Linked DNA regions of Anser cygnoides: region 1 is linked to region 2. The links are chromatin contacts, called in public Hi-C maps. All regions are on one chromosome and are shown on one strand. Each heading gives the region's core, a stretch centred on a gene start, on an enhancer-like site or on the middle of the called end of the contact. The rest is flanking DNA. Distances are from core to core; before and after follow the strand shown. Region 1 holds the start of NDRG3 (NDRG family member 3). Region 2 holds the start of EIF6 (eukaryotic translation initiation factor 6).

Region 1 (4,429 bases), core at 176-2,675, 590 kb before region 2:
TGCTGGGTACAGCTGAGTGCCCCAGTGCCAGGATCACTCACAGCTCTTTCTTCTTCTGCTGCAAACATACGCAGGAATTATTTACCTGCATACGGTCCCTCCTCTCCGCCTCCCCTCCCCCAAGGGCTACTCGGTAACAGCCTCCACGTAATTAAGAACGGAGTTAGAAGCAGGATGTAGGACCACTGGGTGGCACCAGAAACCAGAACATGGATTAAGTTCGGGCAGTACCTAGTTTTCAGATGTTTGGTGCAGGTCCATACCAAGGTTAAGGTGAGAGGAGCTGGGGATGCTTTGCTATTCTGGGATCCAAGTATTTCTACTTTAAGACATTCCCAAAGAGCCAGGAAAGCAGCAATAGTGAAAGCACTCTTTACAGTTGCAAACACCAAGTTTTGTGCAAAACTTGCTGCCAGTTTAGTTACATTCATGGCATCTGTGAAAGGAATATGGCACCAGGATTTGTCAGTAGGTATGTGGTTGAATAACTGCGACCTCAGAGTGGGCTGCCTCAAACATTCACATCTGCATGTTGCATGTGCATTGGTTTACACTGGGAAGGTGGCACTGCGCTCCACTGGAGCGGTACGAATTGTACCACTGGAATGGTACGATGTACCTTGTACCAAGCAAGAGATTGCAGCTTGTTTGTGACTGCTGTGCCCAGGTGAGTGTCTAGCTGGGATTTCACATGATGAGTTCTTCAGTGGTGACTTGGCAGCAGACTGAGCTGGTAAATGAAGTTTTCTTGTGTTCTAAGTTTTCAAAATATTATTGTGTAAGAGTGAAAGGAATAGAGATGAAGAGGCCACAAGGAAAAACTGAGCCTGGACTCATAGACCAGAGGGTGCTGAGAAAGTGCTGCACAAAGAGAAGGGCTGATGAGCACGGCTCGACATCTACAGAAGCGTTCACGTCCCTTTGTTACAAACACCATGCAGCAAAACGTTTCCCATCTCACTGAAACAGTCATGGATGAAGGGCCACGACGATCGTTTTACCTAGGTGCACTCCTCCAATGCAGCCAACAGTAAAAAGGGTTTGATGTTCAAGTCAGCCATTCCTTGGGTGCTTGCCATACTACCTCCCCATCAAGCATCCAGCCTGAGGAGCCAAACGGCGCCTTTTGTCGGTGCCTGTGAAAACGCAGGCTGCCAGGCTCCCTCCGAGCCATCACCCCCCTCCGCTCGCCGCCACCCCACGGCCCCGTCACCGCGGCGGGCCGGGGGCTGCACGCCTTCCAACTTCTGTAAAAGATGAGAGCGAACGCGAAACGGCACAGAGAGCTCGTACTAGGGGAGAGCCGGACGCATTCCTCCTGGGAGCGCGTACCGCAGCGCTCCCAGCGCCTGCTCCTGCCGGCATCCCCCTCAGCCGGGGGCGGAAGGCGGTGCCCGGCGGACGGCTCGCGAGACGGCGCTGCCGCCATCTTCTTTGTAGTCCCGAGCCCCGCCACGAGCCGTGCGCGTGTGCGGGCCCGCGGCGCGGCGCGCAGGCGCAGAGCGGCCCCCCCATGCCGCGGCGGCCGGAGCTGCTGAGGTGCCGCCGTCCAGGTGAGCGCCGCGGCCGCCCGCGGGCCGGGGTTGAGCCCGCGCCGGGGCGGCGCTGAGCCCTGAGCCGGCGGCCCCGCCGGCCCGCGCTCCGGGCGGCTTCTGCCGCTGCCGGGCTCCGCGGCACTGAGGCGATCGGTGGCCGCCGGGCAGTAGGTGCCGAGCGGCGGCTCCGCGGGGAGCGGCGGCGGGCAGCGGGCGGGCGGAGGGCGAGCGGCGGCGGCGGCTGTGCCCGCGGGCACCGGCAGCGCTGCCGAGCCGAGCGGAGCCGAGCCGTGCACCGCGGCGCCGCTGCGGCCGCTGCCCGTCCCGGGGCGGAGCCGGCTGCCGGTTACCGCGGCGGGGCCCTTCCCGGGCGGCTCCCGCCGAGCTGACCGCAGCCCCCGGGGGCCGCCGGGCCGCCGCCGGAGGAGGGAGGGCTGCGCGCTGCTTCCCTGCGCCGGGGACGGCACCGCGCCGGCACGGAGCTGGCTCGGGAAACGATCCCTCGGCACTCCGGGCTTCGCTGGGGAAAAAAAAAAAAAAAAAAAAAAAAAACGCCTTCAAAACTCGCCCCGGCTTCTCGTGGAGATGACGCCGGTCGTTTGAATAAAGCGCTGGGGTGCTCCGGGCTGCCGCTTACTGTGGTCGATAGCTTTCCTTTGAGAGTACTCGTATCTTAAAATTCGCAGGTCTTGATTTCTTTTGGACAACAAAAACATATATTTTTTTCTTTAATTCGATAGGGTCTTGTTGTTGTATGAATAGGAAAGGAATAGGCTGTATAAAAAATATCTTATGCTGACTTGCGTCATCGCTTTAGGTCAATGTCCGTTTATTTGATGTGTAATGTAAGTCATGGGGAGTACTTCAAAGCGTTGTAGTGAAGTCAGGTGCTTCCATTAGCATGAAAATCCTTGCTGTAAGTCCCATGCAGAAGATGCCTGGGTTACAGAAGAAACAGTGTCATGGGCGACCCAGAGGAGCGGGGTTTGCCGTCTGACCCCGCGGCAGCACCTGGGGACATTGCCGAGTCAGAGCCCGGTGTCTGATCCAGTTCTTGATTCGTTCCTCTCAGGTTTGCAGGTTTGGGGAGCCTGGAACCAATGTGGGATCCAGCCGTGGCACGGGGCGGTTGCAGCATGCAGGTCACGGTCCCAGTTGGTAGCAGAAATGGGACAACTTGGTCAAGCACGTGTTTGCTCCAGGGAATAGGAAAGGTCTGTTGAGTGCTAGGGAGTTAAATCTGGGAAACCCAGAAGAGGTTTTGTGCTTGAGTGCCGAGATGATGAGACGATGGGTTTACAAGTGGAGCAGAATCCACTTCTCTTCCTTTGTCAGGCACATTCATGACTCTCCTATATTCAGATAAGATGATGGAGCTCATTGCTTTGGCTTTGCCTGTCCTTTTCTATAGGAACAAGAGGGCAACAGTCTTCCAAACCCCTGTCAAACTATGCTTAGCCCTGATGTAGAGGTCCATGGCAAAAAGTTAATAGGTTATGTAAAATCTAAGCTGAGTTTGGTAACAGCTTGGAGCTTTCCTGTCGGATAACTGAACTGGACTAGGAAGCAGAACTTACCAGATATGTGTCCCATACTCAAATAGGACTGAACTAGGGGTAGACTGCTGAAGAAATGAGGTAATCTTTAGGGTTCGTTTGGATTATTAGTCATGGGACTGGGATTGTGGAGAGGGCTCAGTGCTGAGAATGACTATTCCAATTTTATTTGTTTGGGATTTGGAAACTTAGTTTGTTTCAAAGGAAGTACTGAAACTGGCTGTGCTGAGGGCAGAAACTTAGTGTGGGCTATAGCTGGCTTTCACTGAGGTGCTTGCCTTTGCAAAAGTAGAAGCTGGATTAAATGATAATTAAACAACTGCTGGAAGCAGCATTGTTGGAAATTTTAATTTTATTCCTGGCTACTCATTTTATATGTTAGGTAAAAAACTAATGTAAGTTAACAAACATGCTTAATTTGTGTTTACCTTATTTCAGATCACCTTCAGAAATCCTTCACTGCTTCATTTTGCAGCTTGTGTTTCACGTTGGTCACGCATAACAGGATCTTTAAATGTATTATTACACTTATGTTTTCCACTGAAAAATGTTAGATTTCAGAGGCTTTTGTTATGCTTTGGTCTCTCAAAGATATACTATGAAATTAAGTGAAAGATGCTACTAAGACAATTTTCAGTCTTAAACATTACTCTGTTGCATGCCCAAAGTAACATTATAGCAAAGTTGTAATATATAGGTATGGCATTTTGATGAAGAAGCTTAAAAGACTATTGCCATAATATTGTCTTAAGTACACTTAAAAGCTGATTTGTTTTCTCCTTTTTTTAAAAAAAATTTTGTATTTGGTTTTCATGTATAACGGAATACAGGTTTTTGTTTTGAATTATTTAAATGTCATTCTTGCAAATAATAGCTCACCAGGGTTGCTACTACTCTCATTTCCTGAAAAAAGGAAAGCCATATACTCAGTGAATTCTATACCTGTAGCTGTAGTCAGTGCTGACACCATAACACTCTGTTATCGGGGTTTATCTTGTTCTCATCATCTACGAGATGTATCTTGGATATGAGTAAATATGCTTCTGCTGCTTATGACTCTTAAGCCTTGTGTTGGACAGTTGCACAGTGCTGATTAAGGCTACTTGTGTCTGTAATTATTGCAGCCTGATTTAATCCATGATAGAGGAGAATGGAGGAGTATTTTTGCTACTGTTTCTCTGTATAATGTTGAAGAAAATTTTTCTGGTGTATGTCTTAATGCATCCTAGCGGCCTCATTTTTAATATGAATGTAGTTTGGGAGGAATAATGAAATTCTATGTTGTGTTCCCCTGGGAAGCCTCAGTATTCTGGCCAGATCAGGTGAATTATTAAGCAA
Region 2 (4,553 bases), core at 202-2,701:
GTCTTGTTCCTATCAAAAGGTGTTTGTGCTATGCTGCAATTTCTAATATACGTAGATGACTGATTAAGATGATATTAGTAAGTACAATTCAATTTTTCAATTACGAGTTGATAGCAAAGGAGAGAAAATGACATAAACATAACGCACACTTCTATATATTTTTTACTCATTTGGAAAAGAACTATTTCCCCCCAAACTTACAGGAAAACCACTGCTATAACTGGAAACTGTTTGGCTACTGAGGTTTTCAGGGTGAACCCAGGTTTTCTTTGTACTGAGCAATTCCTCTCCCTGTAGCCATTTGCTGAAAATGAAATGGTCAAATGCAGGGTGATGTTAAAAATAAAGGCACTGTTCTACTGGAAAGAGCTGCGTTGGGTCCCTCCTAGGGTGGTGAGCATCCTGAGCTTGGCCAGGGCCTCTTGCCACCCTGTCCTGGGGCCAGGCCCCAGCAGTGCTGATCTGTGCCGTGCCAGGAAGATACAGGTGGTGGCTGCACATGGGTGGCATGTCTGGGGACATGGGTGGCACCTGCGCATGTGTGGTGATGGCAGGTAAGTGGTGTCTGCACGTGGGCGATGCCAGCACATGGGTAGTATTTGCACACAGATTGTATCTGAACACAGATGGCAGCTGACATGGGTTGTGCCTGGACATGGGTGGCATGCCCAGGCACACGGACGGTGTCTGAATCCCTGGGTGTATGCTTGCACACAGGTGACACGTCTGCTCATTGTGCTGTTGGGACACCGGTGGTGGCAGAACAAAGGTGGTATTCAGTCATGCCTGGATGGGGAAGGTATGCCTGCACATGGGTGGCATCTGGACACGTTTTTTTCCAGCACATGGGCAGTGTTGGCCCACGGTGGCGGTCCAGACCATGGTGGTGTGTCCAGGCACGCAGACTGTGATGGCACACAGTGGCACATTTCAGTCCACAGTGTATGTCTGGGCCCATGGAGAGCGATGACACAAGGTGGTGTGCCTGGGCACGCAGGCAGTGCCAGCGCACAGCAGCGTGTGAGAACACAGATGGTGACGGCATGAGGTGACAGGTCCAGGCACAGGGACAGTGCAGCGTCCAAGTACGTGGATGGCAACGATGCGTCTGAGCCCACAGTGGTGTGCCTGGGCCCACAGTGGCATCTTTGTGTACAAGGCGGCCTGCGAGGGCCCGAGCGCTGTCAGCCTGTGCTGGCGCGTCTGGGCACACCGCGCCATGGTGGGGCCCGCGGTGCCGCGGCCAGGCCCGCGGCGCTGTGTTGCTCCCGCAGCGCAAGGTCGGAGCTCCGTGCTGGCTGCGGAGCCCAGCGGCGCTGCCACACGGACCCGAAAAATCGCGACGGGCCGGGGCCGGGGCCGGGGCCGGGCCCCCTTCGTGGCGCGGAGAGCGGCCGCTCCTCCCGGCGGGCGGCGGCGCTGTTCCGCCGGGCGCTGCCGGGGCCGCCCCGCCCGCTGCCTTCCGCCCGCCGCCGGGGTCGGAAGCGGCGGTGCCGCGTGGGGCCGCGCCGTGCTCCCGTCCGCAGCGATGGCCGTCCGCGCCAGCTTCGAGAACAACAACGAGCTGGGCTGCTTCGCCAAGCTCACCAACGCCTACTGCCTCGTGGCTATCGGCGGCTCCGAGAACTTCTACAGGTGAGGGAGCCGCGAGGGCCCGGCCCGGCCCGGCCCGGCCCGGCCCCGCGGCTGACCCCTAACGGCTCCTTCTCCTTCCAGCGTCTTCGAGGGGGAGCTCTTCGGGACCATCCCGGTGGTGCACGCCTCCATCGCCGGCTGCCGCATCATCGGCAGGATGTGTGTGGGTAGGTGGCGGGGGTCCCCGGCCTCGGGGCCCGCGGGTGGGCGTGCTCGGCTGGGGGTCGGAAAAAGTCGCGTGCTGCTGGTGCTGGAAAACGCCCCGGGCTGGGCTGGGCTGGGGAGGCCAACGAGCGGCACCCCTCATCCAGGGTTACGCTGTGTGAAGAGAAGGAGCAAAGCTGTAGGAAGTGAAGCTCACCCAATTAAAAATCATAGAACGGCTTGGGTTCGAAGGGACCTTAAAAATCACCTAGTTTCAACCCCCCTGCCATAGGCAGGGATGCCACCCACTAGATCAGGCTGGCCAAGGCCCCATCCAGCCTGGCCTTGAACACCTCCAGGGATGGGGCATCCAGAGCTTCCCTGGGCAACCTGTGCCAGTGCCTCACCACCCTTACAGTGAAGAATTTCCTCCTCCTCTGCTAAAAAGCAAACAAACAAAAAAAACCAGCCAGGGTAATAAAGAGCGTCTGCTTTTCAAGGCCTGAAGACAGGTTATGGATGCACATAAATCTGCTTTCTGGTAAACTGGGAGAAGCCATTCCATTTTTTTTCTGAAGGTTAATGGTTCAGGGCCAGTACTGGAGGGGTGAGGGCAAGGGAGGCATTACAGATGTGAAGGTCAAAGAAAATTCTTTCACCTGTCTCCAGCCAGTGGTATACTATTCAGAAAAGCATGCTCTGTGCTTTTTTTTTTTTTCCTGGAAAAAAAAAAAAAAGAATGTCTTTGTTACCATGTTACCATGGTAACATTACCAAATGTTACCACTTTGTTAAAGGAGAGTAACAAAATCAAGTGGAATCTGTAGGCTTTGTGAGGACAACCAGCATCTACTGGGGGAAATTTCATAACAAAGTGTTTCGTTGAGAACCTTGTGTTTCCTTTAGTTCTCTTAAAAAAGAATAGTGAATCAAAGTATTTTCATTTACCCATTTATATTCTTTAAGTTTGTGCTTCATCCTGGCTTTCCCTCACCTGTGGTGCTGTGTTATTTTCAAGTGGTCATGTTATTTTGTTTGGGCTGATTTGTGGGCTTGAAATGAACAGATGGGGCGGGGCAGTTCCAGCCTTTTTCTGAGCTGCAGTAAAGTAGTAAGCACAATGGAAATAGTTGCTTTTAAAATTACTTTAATGTGGAATTGTTTTTCTTTTTTATACGTTACTTTCCTTTTTTTGGTCATTTTAGGGAACAGGCACGGGCTGTTGGTCCCAAGCAGTACAACAGACCAAGAGCTTCAACATATCCGCAATAGCCTTCCAGATTCTGTACGAATTCAGCGAGTAGAAGAGCGTCTCTCGGCACTAGGCAATGTCACTACCTGCAATGACTACGTAGCTCTTGTTCATCCAGATCTTGACAGGGTATACGGCTCTTACGCTTTTACATTCCTTATGGATGCATCTGAAATTATTCTGAAGCTGCAATTGAAGTTTGTAGCTATTGAGGCATACTATAAGTAGTATGAATTTCAGAAGAGTTATGCTAACAGTTGAGCTAACATCGTGTAGGAAGCTGTGCTGCCTCACGTTTCCTTTCTTCTTGGGAGAGAAATCACAGAATTGGATTTGGGACTTCTGACTCTGTTTCAGTTGATCTCCCTCTTCTCCTATAGTTTTCCTTATTTGTGAATGTGGAGCCTGCTGTGAATTTAGTGTGTGCTCTTGTTTGGCATACTGTAGTTAATGGTAGAGAGCCGTGGGATATGGAAGTTAATTGTCCAGTGCAGTTTGCTATGCATATGTAAAATTGACTGAAAAAAGAGCATCTATGTGTGTAATAAATAAAGAGCATAACAAATTTTATCAGCACTATAGCAGTAGTTACAAAATGCTGCTGATCAAGTTGAAATTTCTAATAGTTGGAAGAGACCGTAGATGATGCAGCGTGTGTTTACAGTAAGGTAAAAGAAAAATGGAAGCTCCTGTATGAAAGTTAAAAAGAAAGGGCAGGGAAGGTGAAGTTGCTGCCAATTTATGTTTGAGAGCTGATACTTTAATAGCGCTGGAGAGGTGAGTTGTGTGGCTACAGGTACTGAAGGTCCTGATGTTTTCTTTCAGTTTATGCTAAAGGTGACAGAAATGGTGTAAGGAGTGCAAAGAAAACAAAAAAGGTCAAGGTAAAAGCCTTTGCAGACAATAGTCTTTGCAGCATACTATGTTTTAAGTAAATGTAACAACTATTTTAAGATGGCCAGAAAGGGAGAAATCAAAACCAGTTACAATGAAAACCTGCTGAGCTTTATCTGGAAGGGAAAGAAGTTCTTAGAGTTATGCAGAAGGTTAAGACAGTACTCAGGTCTGGGACAAAAAAGGACTGATTCACAGGGGAATACCTACACAACAGGTGTTGACACAGTTCGTGTACTGCCAACATCCTTCAGAAAAAGGGGAGGAAGAGCATTTCTCAGTGGTGGTGTGTTTAGTTATAGTAGCCTGGCTTCCAGCTGAAGTGTGCACAGGTAAGTGGAAACACCTCTGGAGTATGGAAGTTGGATCGAGAAGAGTAAGAGCATTTTATGATGATTTGATTGCAATGGGTGGTGATACTGTGAGCAAGCCTTCAAAGGGAGGATCGCAGCTAGTTGTTTTTTGCAAGAATAGCTTGACTTCAAATTCTACCATACCATTTTACAGAGGATTTTGTTCTCTTTCTCTGTTCGCAGGAAACTGAAGAGATCTTGGCAGATGTACTAAAGGTTGAAGTATTCAGGCAGACTGTAGCAGATCAGGTGCTGGTAGGAAGTTACTGTGTTTT

The links. A called contact is a pair of places that touch in the nucleus more often than the background predicts.
Region 1: a Hi-C map of liver shows a contact between it and region 2, with 2.0 times the contacts expected there. The contact joins the promoter of NDRG3 here to the promoter of EIF6 in region 2. A contact is called at or near these places in 2 of 7 Hi-C or Micro-C datasets (granulosa cells and liver).

What each region holds. Positions count from the first base shown.
Region 1 is chr16:15,390,427-15,394,855 of Taihu_goose_T2T_genome, reverse strand. NDRG3 (NDRG family member 3) reads left to right here and starts at 1,425. Exons shown (of 16, transcript XM_048048906.2): 1 at 1,425-1,553.
Region 2 is chr16:14,803,608-14,808,160 of Taihu_goose_T2T_genome, reverse strand. It overlaps EIF6 (eukaryotic translation initiation factor 6), which reads left to right and starts at 1,451. Exons shown (of 6, transcript XM_048046430.2): 1 at 1,451-1,635; 2 at 1,717-1,802; 3 at 2,985-3,160; 4 at 4,462-4,553. The coding sequence starts at 1,529. FAM83C (family with sequence similarity 83 member C) reads left to right here. Exons shown (of 4, transcript XM_013195881.3): 4 at 1-366.